Regions from separate parts of the Mus musculus genome. Here region 1 is linked to region 2. The links are chromatin contacts, called in public promoter capture Hi-C maps. All regions are on one chromosome and are shown on one strand. Each heading gives the region's core, a stretch centred on a gene start, on an enhancer-like site or on the middle of the called end of the contact. The rest is flanking DNA. Distances are from core to core; before and after follow the strand shown.

The links. Promoter capture Hi-C pulls out the DNA fragments that hold promoters and counts their contacts.
Region 1: a promoter capture Hi-C map of hippocampal neurons shows a contact between it and region 2, with 6 times the contacts expected there. The contact joins the promoter of Lingo2 here to the enhancer-like site in region 2. A contact is called at or near these places in 1 of 39 promoter capture datasets (hippocampal neurons), 4 of 484 Hi-C or Micro-C datasets (cerebral cortex, forebrain, palatal mesenchyme and 1 more) and 2 of 115 datasets of contacts at active chromatin or transcription factors (embryonic forebrain and embryonic hindbrain).

Annotation. Positions count from the first base shown.
Region 1 is chr4:36,949,045-36,954,542 of GRCm38.p6, forward strand. Lingo2 (leucine rich repeat and Ig domain containing 2) reads right to left here and starts at 2,700. Exons shown (of 8, transcript NM_001165999.1): 1 at 2,037-2,700. It overlaps Gm12371 (predicted gene 12371), which reads left to right and starts at 3,922. Exons shown (of 2, transcript NR_151511.1): 1 at 3,922-4,086.
Region 2 is chr4:36,286,379-36,292,262 of GRCm38.p6, forward strand. The region is part of intron 3 of Lingo2 (leucine rich repeat and Ig domain containing 2); the gene reads right to left. Among named protein-coding and RNA genes, the nearest start is that of Mir876, 360 kb to the right of the region's middle. Within about 2 kb of position 3,178, at least 30 of the 459 cell types and tissues checked have an H3K27ac peak or open chromatin away from gene starts, as enhancers often do. A contact at or near this core is called in cerebral cortex, forebrain and hippocampal neurons, where this site is marked.

The sequences.
Region 1 (5,498 bases), core at 1,450-3,949, 660 kb after region 2:
TTCAGCAAGAAGAGCTTCAGTATTGTCTGCCTTGCATTCAGCTGTATTGAAAATAAAATACACTAATAAAGATGTTGAGAGCACCCTGAGAAAGAGCTCTATTTTAAATGTTAACCGTTGCTTCTTAGTTCTGATTTTTTTTTCACTTTTATCTTGTGGCCCAGTATCTTTATCTGGGTCTTGGCTTGTATTCGTTATTCCTAGAATACAATGATCCATCTTTCCCCCTATCCTTTGAGTACTATTTCATAAGAGGGTTAATATCTCAAGAGCTGTAAAGACCACCCTTAGTACACTCTAAAATTTCATTAGAGTCGAAAATGACCACACGTGATAAGCACAAACTTCACAAGGCACCCTGGAAAATGTATTTTCAGCTCTCTGACAGGGATAGGATATTCTCACCAAGTATGCACAACATCTTAAATATATATTTACGTTTTTTTGTGGCTTATACACTACAGTTAAATATACCCATTGTCCACCACGGCTAAGTGAGTACTTATCAGAGAGATCTGTGGTTTTGAAAATACTAGAAAATGTCAAAGGCACTGTGAAATGTGAAGAATCTTGCTTCCACAAATAATCTGAACTCAAGGCCCTTTCCCAACAACCTGCCCCCACCTTCTCCACTGCCTTAACTTCACCATTCTTCCACCCCTCCATGTTCTGGGCATGAATCCCTACTCATCCTTTACCCTACTCTCTAAGTCTTACAACAGCTTTCCTCTGTTCTCAGAGAAGGTCCCTTGGGCTAGGAGCTCAGTCAAAGGCTGAATGGGCGACTTCCCAAGCAGGTGACAAGGAAAGGGGAGGGAGAGCAGAGGGTGTGGTACTCCCTTTTCTTCACCACACCCCAACCCTGGGATTTTGCACTCTGGTCCATCTCAGCTCAGAGGGGACCTAGCAGGTCGCCTTGCTGAGCTCCAAGCAATTAGTGATGGCCAGCCACTGGGCACTCTCTGGCAACAAAATTATATTAAGTAGGAAACATTTTTTTAAAATAGACACAAAACTTGCCTTTAAAGGAAGCAAGTGTCCAGAGTAGCAGGCAAAACCAAGGATTAGTTCATATGATCCCCAGAAAGCCACAGAGAAAACGGAAAGGCTCCTTAGAAAGGGACCTCACAGATTACCTCCCACCCTTCCCTTGTTGCCCTTTGAGACCTGAGAAGACCTTGGGTTGGGTTGGAAGGGGAGAGAGAGGCTTTACCTCCTGGGGATGCCCTCAGGGCGCTGACTATGGTTGCATCCCCGAAGTGGCTCTGGCTCCCCGCACCGCTTTCCAGAGCACAGCCTGGGTTCCGACTCGCCTCCCGAAGACGGGGCGCCCAGCTGGGTGGTGCGCCGGGACTCGGGCTCACGTCTCCCGCCCAGGCTGGGTTGGACCCCCTATGCCGCGCCGCCTCAGCCACCAGGCTCGCTCGTCGAGCAACCACTCCACCGCCCGGCGCCCCCACACCCACCGGCTCCGCCGCGCCCGCTGGGAGCCTCTAGCGGAGGCCAAGCGAACCGCAGTTTACCCGCGGAGCTTGTGCTCCGACGCCGGCTGCTGCAAGGGCAGACCCGGCCGCCCTGTGCACTTCCCGAGCTCTGCATCCCGCCAGCCTGCTCCATCCTCACCTGCCACTCAATTCTTGACAAGACCCGGGCCCACTGCTCCCTATCGCAAGGATGGGATAGGTGTGAGGAGCTAGAGAAACACCTTACCAGAACAGAAAATCAAAACAAAACAAGAGCCAAGCCCAGATGTAAATCAGCCTGGACAGAAGATCCAGTTCCAGATGCAGTTCCCAGTAGGTATCCAGAAGTGTGCAGAAAGGACACTCCCTTTTGCCGACCGGTTCTCAACCATCTGCACCGGCTGGTCTGGCTGGTCTTCCACTTACCAGCCGGGAGCCATTCACACGGGTTGTGCAGCTGCGTGACAACAGCCCAGGGGGTTCCATGTAACTTACCTTACCCCCGCCGCATCCCAGCATCTATTTTAAGTTATTCTCTCAGGAGATTCAAGCGGCTGGGTTGCGGTCTCTTACCTTGACATGTTGTTCATGCCCCTTCGTGTCCTTAAAATCCAAAGCCAAGGAGGATGAAGCTCACAGGAGTCTCCGGGCTTCTTTAGGCGTCCTCCTGCCTCAGCTCTGTCAGCTTTTCCTTTCAAAGGGGTCAGGAAGGGAATGTCGGTTCTAAAGCCCTGACAGTCTAGGTGTCTCCAAACCCTCACGCCTGTGGCGACTGATACAGGGACAACCTTGGATGGCCGTGGAAACCTTCCCTGTCCCTGCTCAGGCAACTTGGCTGCGGATCCAGTTTTCTTCCGTGACCCCACAGATGCGTCGGATAGCCAAGCTGGGTACGCCGTCAGGAGCCGGGGCTCCTCTCTGATTCTCGCCACCGCACCCCTCCCCCTGCTCCCGCCAAGTGGGAAGAAAACCTGCGCTCAGGCAGGTTCGGTGCAGAGCAGGTGCTGGCAGCAGAGCCACGCCGAGGATCGCGCTCCACCACCAAGGCGTCTTGGCTACAGCCCTTGCGCCCAAGCGTCTGCGCCAAGGAAACTTTGAGCGGAGGCCGGAAAGCCAAGGGATGGGTGGTGGAAGGCCCTGTGAGGTGGCTGAGGAGCTGGGAAGGAGAGACACCGGGCGGGCGGCGGGCTGCTGGGTCCCGGCGGCCACACTCAGCGCGCGGACTGCGCGCACACACGCCCGGCTTACACGCACCGCTCACACGCACACTCCCGCGCGCGCGCACCAACACGCACGCCCAGCCTCGCGATCGCGGCCCCAGGCCACAGGCGAGAGCCAGAAGAAAGCCTTCACCGGGGGTTCCCAGAATGGGTAGGCTGGCGACATCGTCCCTCCTCTACAGTTAAAGGAGTACTTTAGTCCGATTTGTCACCTCCCATCTCCCCGCCCTGTCTCGAGTCTCCACTTCTGGCTGTTTCCTGTGGTCAGCTCTTCTCCAGGTACCCTGAACGTGGAGAGAGCAGGACTTCAGACACTTTCCCATCACCACCCTTCCGGGGCACCAGAGCCCTTCTTCGGTGGAGTGTCTGCTACACCTTCCTAAGGAGAAAGGGGCTCCTTGACATCCTTTAAACCGAAGAGCCTGGGCATCATTTCTTGAACAGAATCTTGCGACATCCCCTTGTGCTCATTCCCGGTGTAACTTTGTCTCAAAGAGCTCCTGAAGTTCACTTACATGCTCTTGCAAAGAACTGCTCAGGGACTTGTGTTAGGCAGCTTTTGGATCAGGACTCATTTCAGGTTTTCTGCTTTTATTAAAAACTGGATGGTAGCAAGCGAAAGACTCAGCGGGAGAAAGGTGTGGGGATGGGGCAGCATGGAGATTCAGCCCATTTAGTTTCCCTTTCCAAAATTTTGGCAAGAGGTTGTGGAATATGTCTCCTGGTAGCTCCTACTGCACTTACTCAGTACTTAAGGCAGGGATGCCTGGTTACTGCACAAATGGGCCCGCTAAACCACAATGTGAAGAAATCAGAGATCCGCCAGAAGTCCCTGCAAAGAATCCACCCTCTGGAAGTTTGTCTTGCTTGGACTGGAGAGCAGGAAATCATTCCGGAAAAAAACGGAAACTTTTGCTACGATGGTTTCTTGATTGTTTTATTTTGTTCCTTTATTTGGAACCCTGATTTTTCTTTATATGCCGCGCTCGAGTTCACCAAAGCTTTGCTGCAATTATTCTGTTTCCCAAGTACTGGAAAGGCTGGGAGGCTGCAGGTTTCTCTTTCAATGTCTTTCCGAAATCTCTGTGGATAGAGACAGAAAACGAAAAGTGATACTGCATAGAGATGGCGCTAGGACCCTTTGCAGGAGGGACGTGCGCCACTCCCCCGCTGTTTCTACAAGAGCTTATTCTCTCAAGATCCAGGGTATTTTGAGTGGTCCTTTCCCAGTTGAGTTAGAAGCTGGCTGGCTGAGAATAAGAAAATACAGTATGTGAGCACTTGGAGGAGAAACTGTAGGTTGCAATAGTGGAAGGGAGGAGGATTTTGAGCAAAAGAAGAAACTTGTGTTGTTAGGAGCTGCGACCACGCTATTCATTGCCTGAGTAGCCAAGCATGTTAAGGTAAGGATGAAGTAACAACCATGCAGTATGCAGGGTCCGGTCGAGTGTCATTCTGAAAGCATGAGTGCAGTCTGAGTTTCTTGAGTGAGTCAGCGTGTTGAATCCTGTGTGAGACAACCAGGCAGAATCACTTCCTTACATTCTTCCTGAGTTTGGGGATGATGCGGAAACTGCCCCTTGGAAGGAATGAACCACAAGCTATTTGCTCTGCTGCTAAAGGAACAGCACCAACAGAGTCTGCATGTTTGAGTTCAGTGTTGACTTTCCTTGTGCAGTGAAGGGAAGAGCTAGAAGCTAACCCACCCAAGGAGGGAGTCTAGGTGAAGAAAGAGAGAAATCTGGAGCAATGCTAAGCAGTTGAAAATAAGAATACAACTGATTTCGGTTTGATATGCTAGGGTGTGTTTTGGGCACCTGCATTTCCAACAGTGTTTTAAGTGGGGAATGTTAAGCTGGTTTTGAACTTGGTGTTATCTATGAATTGTGTTCTGGTCATAGGTTTGGGACTTTTCTGAACTGTAATTGTTTTCTTTCTTTAATAAGTGACTGTTGTGGTTACTGAATTGGGGCTACGGGTTATAATGAACAGTTTTACGTAAGGCAATCCTTTCATTGTATAGCTCTTTCAATTAACAAAACTGGACGTGCATTGCAAAGATCAAATGATTCCTTTGTTGAGCATACAGCTCTTCAGAAAGGTTCTGGACTGAGGAGATCTTCCTGGCTACTGTTGACATGAAAGCTGTTACTAATGCCTCTTTTAAAAAGTAAAGTAGGTCATTTTCATGCATGCTAAGTGGATTGTTCCAAGGGTGCCACATAGTGCCCGCCCAAGACTCCAAGGAGAGGAGTATTTTTACTTGAGTTTGGGATTACAGGATGTGTGAGGAGCATCGATAATCACAGAGTAGAGTATTCTTGACAGGCAGTTAAGCACCTGCAGCCACTTGAAAAACTTGCATCTTTACTGCCTACCTGCAATAAACAGTCATTCATTCACCCCTCCCGTGAAAATAAAAGTTCTGCAATATGCTGGGTTGTTGAAAAACTAAGCACACCTGTTATTCTTTATGCAAAATGAAAGGAAATAAAAGCCACACCTTTTCTCTTCCCCATCAACTTTCACATTTCACTTTAATGGGAGAACAAACAAAGCCAATTTCTGGTTTAGAAGAGTTATACCATTTCTTCTATACTATTTTAAATATCTAAATATCTTTCTGCAGAATTGAGGAAAAGGGTTGAAACTTGAAAGCACCATCAGATCCTATAGACTCCAATGCCAGATTATAGCAACAGCATCCTTCCGGTGTGTGTGTGTTTCTTCACATTCTTTGAAAAGGGGAAATAGTGTTCTGCATAGATGGTGTGTCTGTTTCAATGTAGCCTGACTTGGAATTTTCATTCTTCAA
Region 2 (5,884 bases), core at 1,928-4,427:
CACATAAACACATACATACATATACATACAAATACACACACAAACTTACAAAAACACGCAAACACACACATACTCACATATAGACATTTTTATCTTCACATGTAAACTTCGTTTGTTGTAATACAATCATATAAAAATTTGCAGAAACAGGAAATTCTAGTTTTTTCACCCATCTATTCCTCCATATGTCTATTCATTCATCTGTGAGTCAACACAATTTGTATTTTTGGAATAACTACTATAGGATAACTGCAGGTTAAATGGTTACAGTTTGAAATTATAGATGCAAATAAATATATTATTTCAATACTTATTTACTTGAAATAGAGCATCACTCTGTACACTTAATTGGCCTAATATTTCTTTATGTAGGCCTTGTATAGAGAGCTGCCTGTCTCTACCTCCTAAGTGCTGAATTAAAGGCATACAACATGACATCAGTCTAAAAGATGAATATTCATTTGTTATCACAGTGTCTAAAATCTACTCTATTTCCTTTTTGGCAGTGGATTGGGGGGGTCAAGACAGGGTTTCTCTGTATAGCCCTGGCTATCCTGGAACTCACTTTGTAGACCAGGCTGGCTTGGAACTCAGAAATCCACCTGCCTCTGCCTCCCATGTGCTGGGATTAAAGGCATGTGCCACCACGCCTGGCTTTTTTTTTTCTACTGTATTTCCTATGTCTGTATTGAAACCACTTCACTTTTCATTCTAAATTGATCTAAAAATCTCTCAGGTTATTTTTGAAAACATAAAAATATAAATTATAGCCACATTTTGCAATAAATAATTTTTCTTTTAAAATTTTATAATTATTATATGATCATATTTGTGTGTGTGTGTGTATGTGTGTGTGTGTGTATGTGTGTGTGTGTGTGTTTGTGTGTGTATGTGTGTGTGTGTGAACATGCTATAGCATACATGCAGAGGATGATTTGTAGAAGTTGGTTTCTCCTATCACCAATGGTATGACTAGGTATCAAATTCAGGTAGCTAGGGTGGTGGCAAGTGTCTTTACCCATTGCACTGTCTTGCCAGCCCAACTTTCTTCTCATCTTCAAGATAAACATTTTCAAATATGTTCCTATATTCCCTTTAGTAAAGGAAAAAATAGAGTCTGATAAGAAGGGAACTTCAAAACAGTGAGGAAAACCTGTATTGTGAAGAGTCTATTTGCTTGAATCCCCACCCCCCACCCCCCCACCAGTGTGGAAGCTTTGGGGATTGTTAGGATTGTGTCCAAATGACCTTAGGGATACTTTACTATCTTCACCAGGAAGAGAGTAGGAGATGCAGTCAAGCTGCAGCAGATGGTTTTAGAAACGAGAGAGAAGGAACACGTGATGATTCTATTCTTTGGCAAAGATAGTCCCACCTTTGAGTCTTCCAGAGCTCCGAATCTTTCAACTCTGGAAAAGCTAAATTCTGAACACTTCTTTTCTAAGGCCAAAATAGTGCTACAATTGTGTTTAATCCATAGAAACAATGTACGCATTACAGGAATACAATGTGGTAGCAGCACAGAGGGGAGAGTACCTGACTCTCATCAGCAGCCTCTGTGGTTGCTATGTGGCTGACATGGCTGCTCCCGCTACTGTACTGAAAACATTCTATCCTAAGCAGCATTACCTAATGCTAAATAGCTCCTCATTTAAATTAGAGCCCAGATTGGGTAGCAAACACCCGTGTTCTTTCTCTGTCAGACTTTGGGGGAGGGGGCATTCGAAAATATTTTAAAAAGACAAAACCTATCTCTACTTATTTTATTTTGCTTTCCCAAACATTAGCCGGGATGCCGAGAGGAAGTAAATTTGAAGCGACGCCAGCACCGTGGCAACACATACAACTTGATAATCAAGGTGTGGAAACAACTTGGCAAATATCACTTAGGCCCTTTCATGCCTGGTAGGCAGAATAACTACCTCAATTTTTCAAGGTGATTAAGCTGATTAAGTAAGAACGCTGTGATTCTTCATCCATTCATCTTCACTTAACCAGATGGAAAGGCCTTTTCCAGAGACAAACGAATCTGAGGCCTGAAACTCAATCCTCCATTTCTTCTTCTTGCCCACCCTAACCACAGCGGACCGCCTTCCCAGGGACCTTGACCTTTACTGTAACTGATTCAGATGCCCTCTTTTTTTCTGAGGTGTTCATTTCTTTTTAATTGAAACTGTTTGAGAGACTTTCTAGGAAAGGAGGATAGGACGCTAGCTTTTGAATGCCATTTAATCACTCCTTTCAATCAGTTCACATGTTTATTTATGAGAAATCGCTGTACCTGTTAAATGTTGAATTAAAGGGATTGGAGGGGAGACACTATTTGAAGGAAAAAAAAAAAAAAACTCAGAAAAAAGCCTTACCTGAAACATTTATGAACATCCATTGCAAACACTCTTAAAAACCGGTAAATTGCATTTTAATTATTTTTTAAATGTGCTGAGATTAGAGAGCATTTGGAAAGCAGTCATCTAGAATTGAGGAGGTACAAATTAATCACATGGTTACATTGAATATTGAAAAATTCAGGGATCCTTAATGGAGCAGTCATAATTTTCAAGCAACGTTAGAACTTCTTGGCACATGCTCCGGGCTGCTCAGAGCACATTTTCACAGCGAGGAAATGTTTACGCAGCAGCCTATTTCCTCCCATAGAAGCACAATGAAACCTCAAACACAATAAATCATTCCCCAGGAAGAGAGACTCAAATGCCACAAGTGCTTTGATTCACTCTGCTTCGGGAGTAGAATTTATAAATTGAAGAACTTTCAAATTCGCGAGAACACAGTACTCTGGAAATGAGAAAAGCAAGGCCAATTGGATCCTGGGATCTTATTTGTGTGTCGTTCTGCATTAGCCTTGGCAGCCAGTCACTGGCGTGACCAATAGGCTGCCAAAGTATGATGTATGCTACAGTTAACCTCATCTCCTAACCAGCAGGGGGCCCTCGGGGACATGCAGACTTCCGAAGGGTCTCCCAAGTGTCCCTGCACTGTCACTCCAGGATAAAAGTGAGATGAATGAAATTGAAAGTTGAAGTGCATTAATTCTGGCTCTCCGATTGCCACATCAAGAAGAAAATACAGGATTTCTACGCCACAGGCTGATTTCCCTTTCTTCCTGCTGTCAGTCATGTGGATTCGTCACTTTGAATAAGGAGCCATGCAGAGTGGTAGAATACAACGCCCTGAAATAGGACCCTTTGACACGTGGACTACTGGGGGTTAAAACGCACATGAGAAACAGCAGATGCAAGAAAGACATCCCAATCTTTTTCCCTGCCTGAAAACAGGAGATAAAACTCTCTCATGGAAGATCTCCTTTGCACAAGAGGAGTCTTTTGATGAGTAGTTCAAAGCTGAAAAAAAATTGTGTTCAAATAACTCTCATCTTCTGAGCGTTTGCTCATAATTTAGCTGCTTCTGCATCGTTTATTTTTCTTTGTGCAACTGCGGATGTAACAGCAACGGTAACTGGTTCTTTGAGTCTTTACTTCTTCTGGAGGACTCCTGCGCTGTGCAACACAACTCGTTCCTCCTTTTAATCTATCGTTCCCTATTCTCATGAACATATTTAGCTAGGAATGTAATTGTATGTGTTTGTTATCTTTTCCTAGGTCCTGTGCATGCATTTATTTATATTTTGTCATCTAATGCAACAGCAGAGTGACGTACAACTGCAGTAAGTCCACGCTGTCACTCTAGAGAAAGGCTGACCTTTTTTTCTTCTGCTAACGATTTCTGTTTTAAATATTTCTTATTTGCCTTCCTATGTACCTACATGTCCACTCTGTTTTTATCATTGTTTAATCAACCTTTTCAGGTTTGTATTAAATGAAATTTTCATTTTCCTGCACTAGAACACTCATTTTGCCATCTCTTGTTGTTTTGTTAGATGTATTTTTGTTTGGAAAAACAAAAAACCTATATTTCACATAGTGCATGTTGTTGGCTATTTTTCTTATAAAGTATATTCATTTACTTTGAAATTCTTTTTTAACATGTATTCTATTATTTTTTAATCAATTTCTTATGTGTTTTTTTTGTTGTTGTTGGTTTTGTTTGTTTGTTTGTTTGTTTTGTTTTGTTTTGATTTTTGACAGGGTTTCTCTGTGTAGCCCTGGCTGTCCTGGAACTCACTCTGTAGACCAGGCTGACCTCGAACTCAGAAATCCACCTGCCTCTGCCTCCCATGTGCTGGGATTAAAGGCATGCACCATCACTGCCCGGCTCCTATGTGACTTTTTACATCAATTCTACTACCTACCTCCAATTTGTTCCATGTTGCTCTAACTCCTTCTTTACTTACTGACCTTCAATTATTAGTTATAAATATTTCAGGTTTATTTTGAGAAGAAAATATAAGTTTATGTTTGTCTTGCTCTCATTTCTTCTGTATCCTTCCTCTCTCAGAGACTTATCAGTGCCTCCATTCTGCTTTCTGAATGAGTGCTAGACCCAGATTGTAGGGTTTGATTGTTTGTCTAATGGTCCTTAACTTAGCTTCAACCTGATATCTGTTTCTTTGTAAATCTGGACTATCTCAGTGTTTTATTCTTTCATAAACATGAATTCATTGTAGATGAATAAGGCAGTCTTCTGAGATCCATTCCATTCCACTTTTTGTCATTGTCCTCCTAAGCCCCACTCCCATCAGACCCAGAGCTTCCCTATTCTTGGTTTTCTAATGATCCCGTAGTGGTCAGTCTTTTAGGCAGATCATTTACAAAATTCTGTGTCAGAATTCACAGCCGCGTTCTGTTCTCCCTTTACTCTGAGCCCTTCCTCAACCAGAAAATACCAGCTTGAGAAGTCATTCCTCTGTTTATTTATCATTCCTTTTCTCTGAGCTATGACAGGCACTACCAGGAGGATGAGGAGAAGAGAGAAAGAGAGATACAGAGACAGACAGACAGACAGACAGACAGACAGAGACAGACAGAGAGAGGCAGAGAGACAGAGAGAGAGGAGGGATCATGGGAGAAGAGAAGGTCTTCCAGGAGACATCATGGACCAGTGGCTTGTGCCAGAGTGATATGCTGCCCCAGGAAACCAGACTGCTAATGCAGAAGTAAACCAGAAAGTTTCAAACAGCAAGTTTTGGGGGAGCACATCTGGCAATCAGAGATTTAGATTAAGGGTAATGTTCCAGTAATTGTGCAGAACCTAATAAATAAATAACATAAATCGAGCCCCACTCCTTTAAATTTAGATGAGGAAAAGATTAATAGATGTTCATGCACATTATTCCCTTTGTACATATGCATGCATGTGTAGATTTCTCTTTACCTATGCCTGATGAAGAGGAATAACACTTTCTGGTATCTTCCTTATAAATACTATCTACCTTCTTTGAGAAAGTATCTCTGCTTGGCCTGGATCTTGTATTGTAGACTAAATTGGCTGGTCAGGATCTTTTAGCCTCCACAGCACTAGAATTATAAGTGTATGCCACCATATGTACAATTTTACATGGGGTCTGGACATTGAGCCAAGGGTCCAGTGTTTATAGAGCATGTACTTTTCCAAAAGAGCCACCTTCCTCCTCCAGGTCTATGTATTCAAATTATTAACTATTCCTTTCTGAAGACTCGACAGTTCTCGCAGTTTAGTTCTAAATCAAAGGAGTAGTTATTGATGCTTCCTTATGTTTTTTTCTTTCCTTCAGGATGGCCAAATTAAGTCCATCTGGCATCCATCTGGCACCTACATAGACAATAAATTGATATTAAACAATATGATAACACATTCCTTCTATTGACACACTGGATTTGTGGAAAAGAATCCTATATGTAAGTTGAAACTAATAGAAGCCAACTTTTACCACTTATAAACATATATTTTTCTAATACAGATTCAATACTTGAGGAGACTGGGATAATAG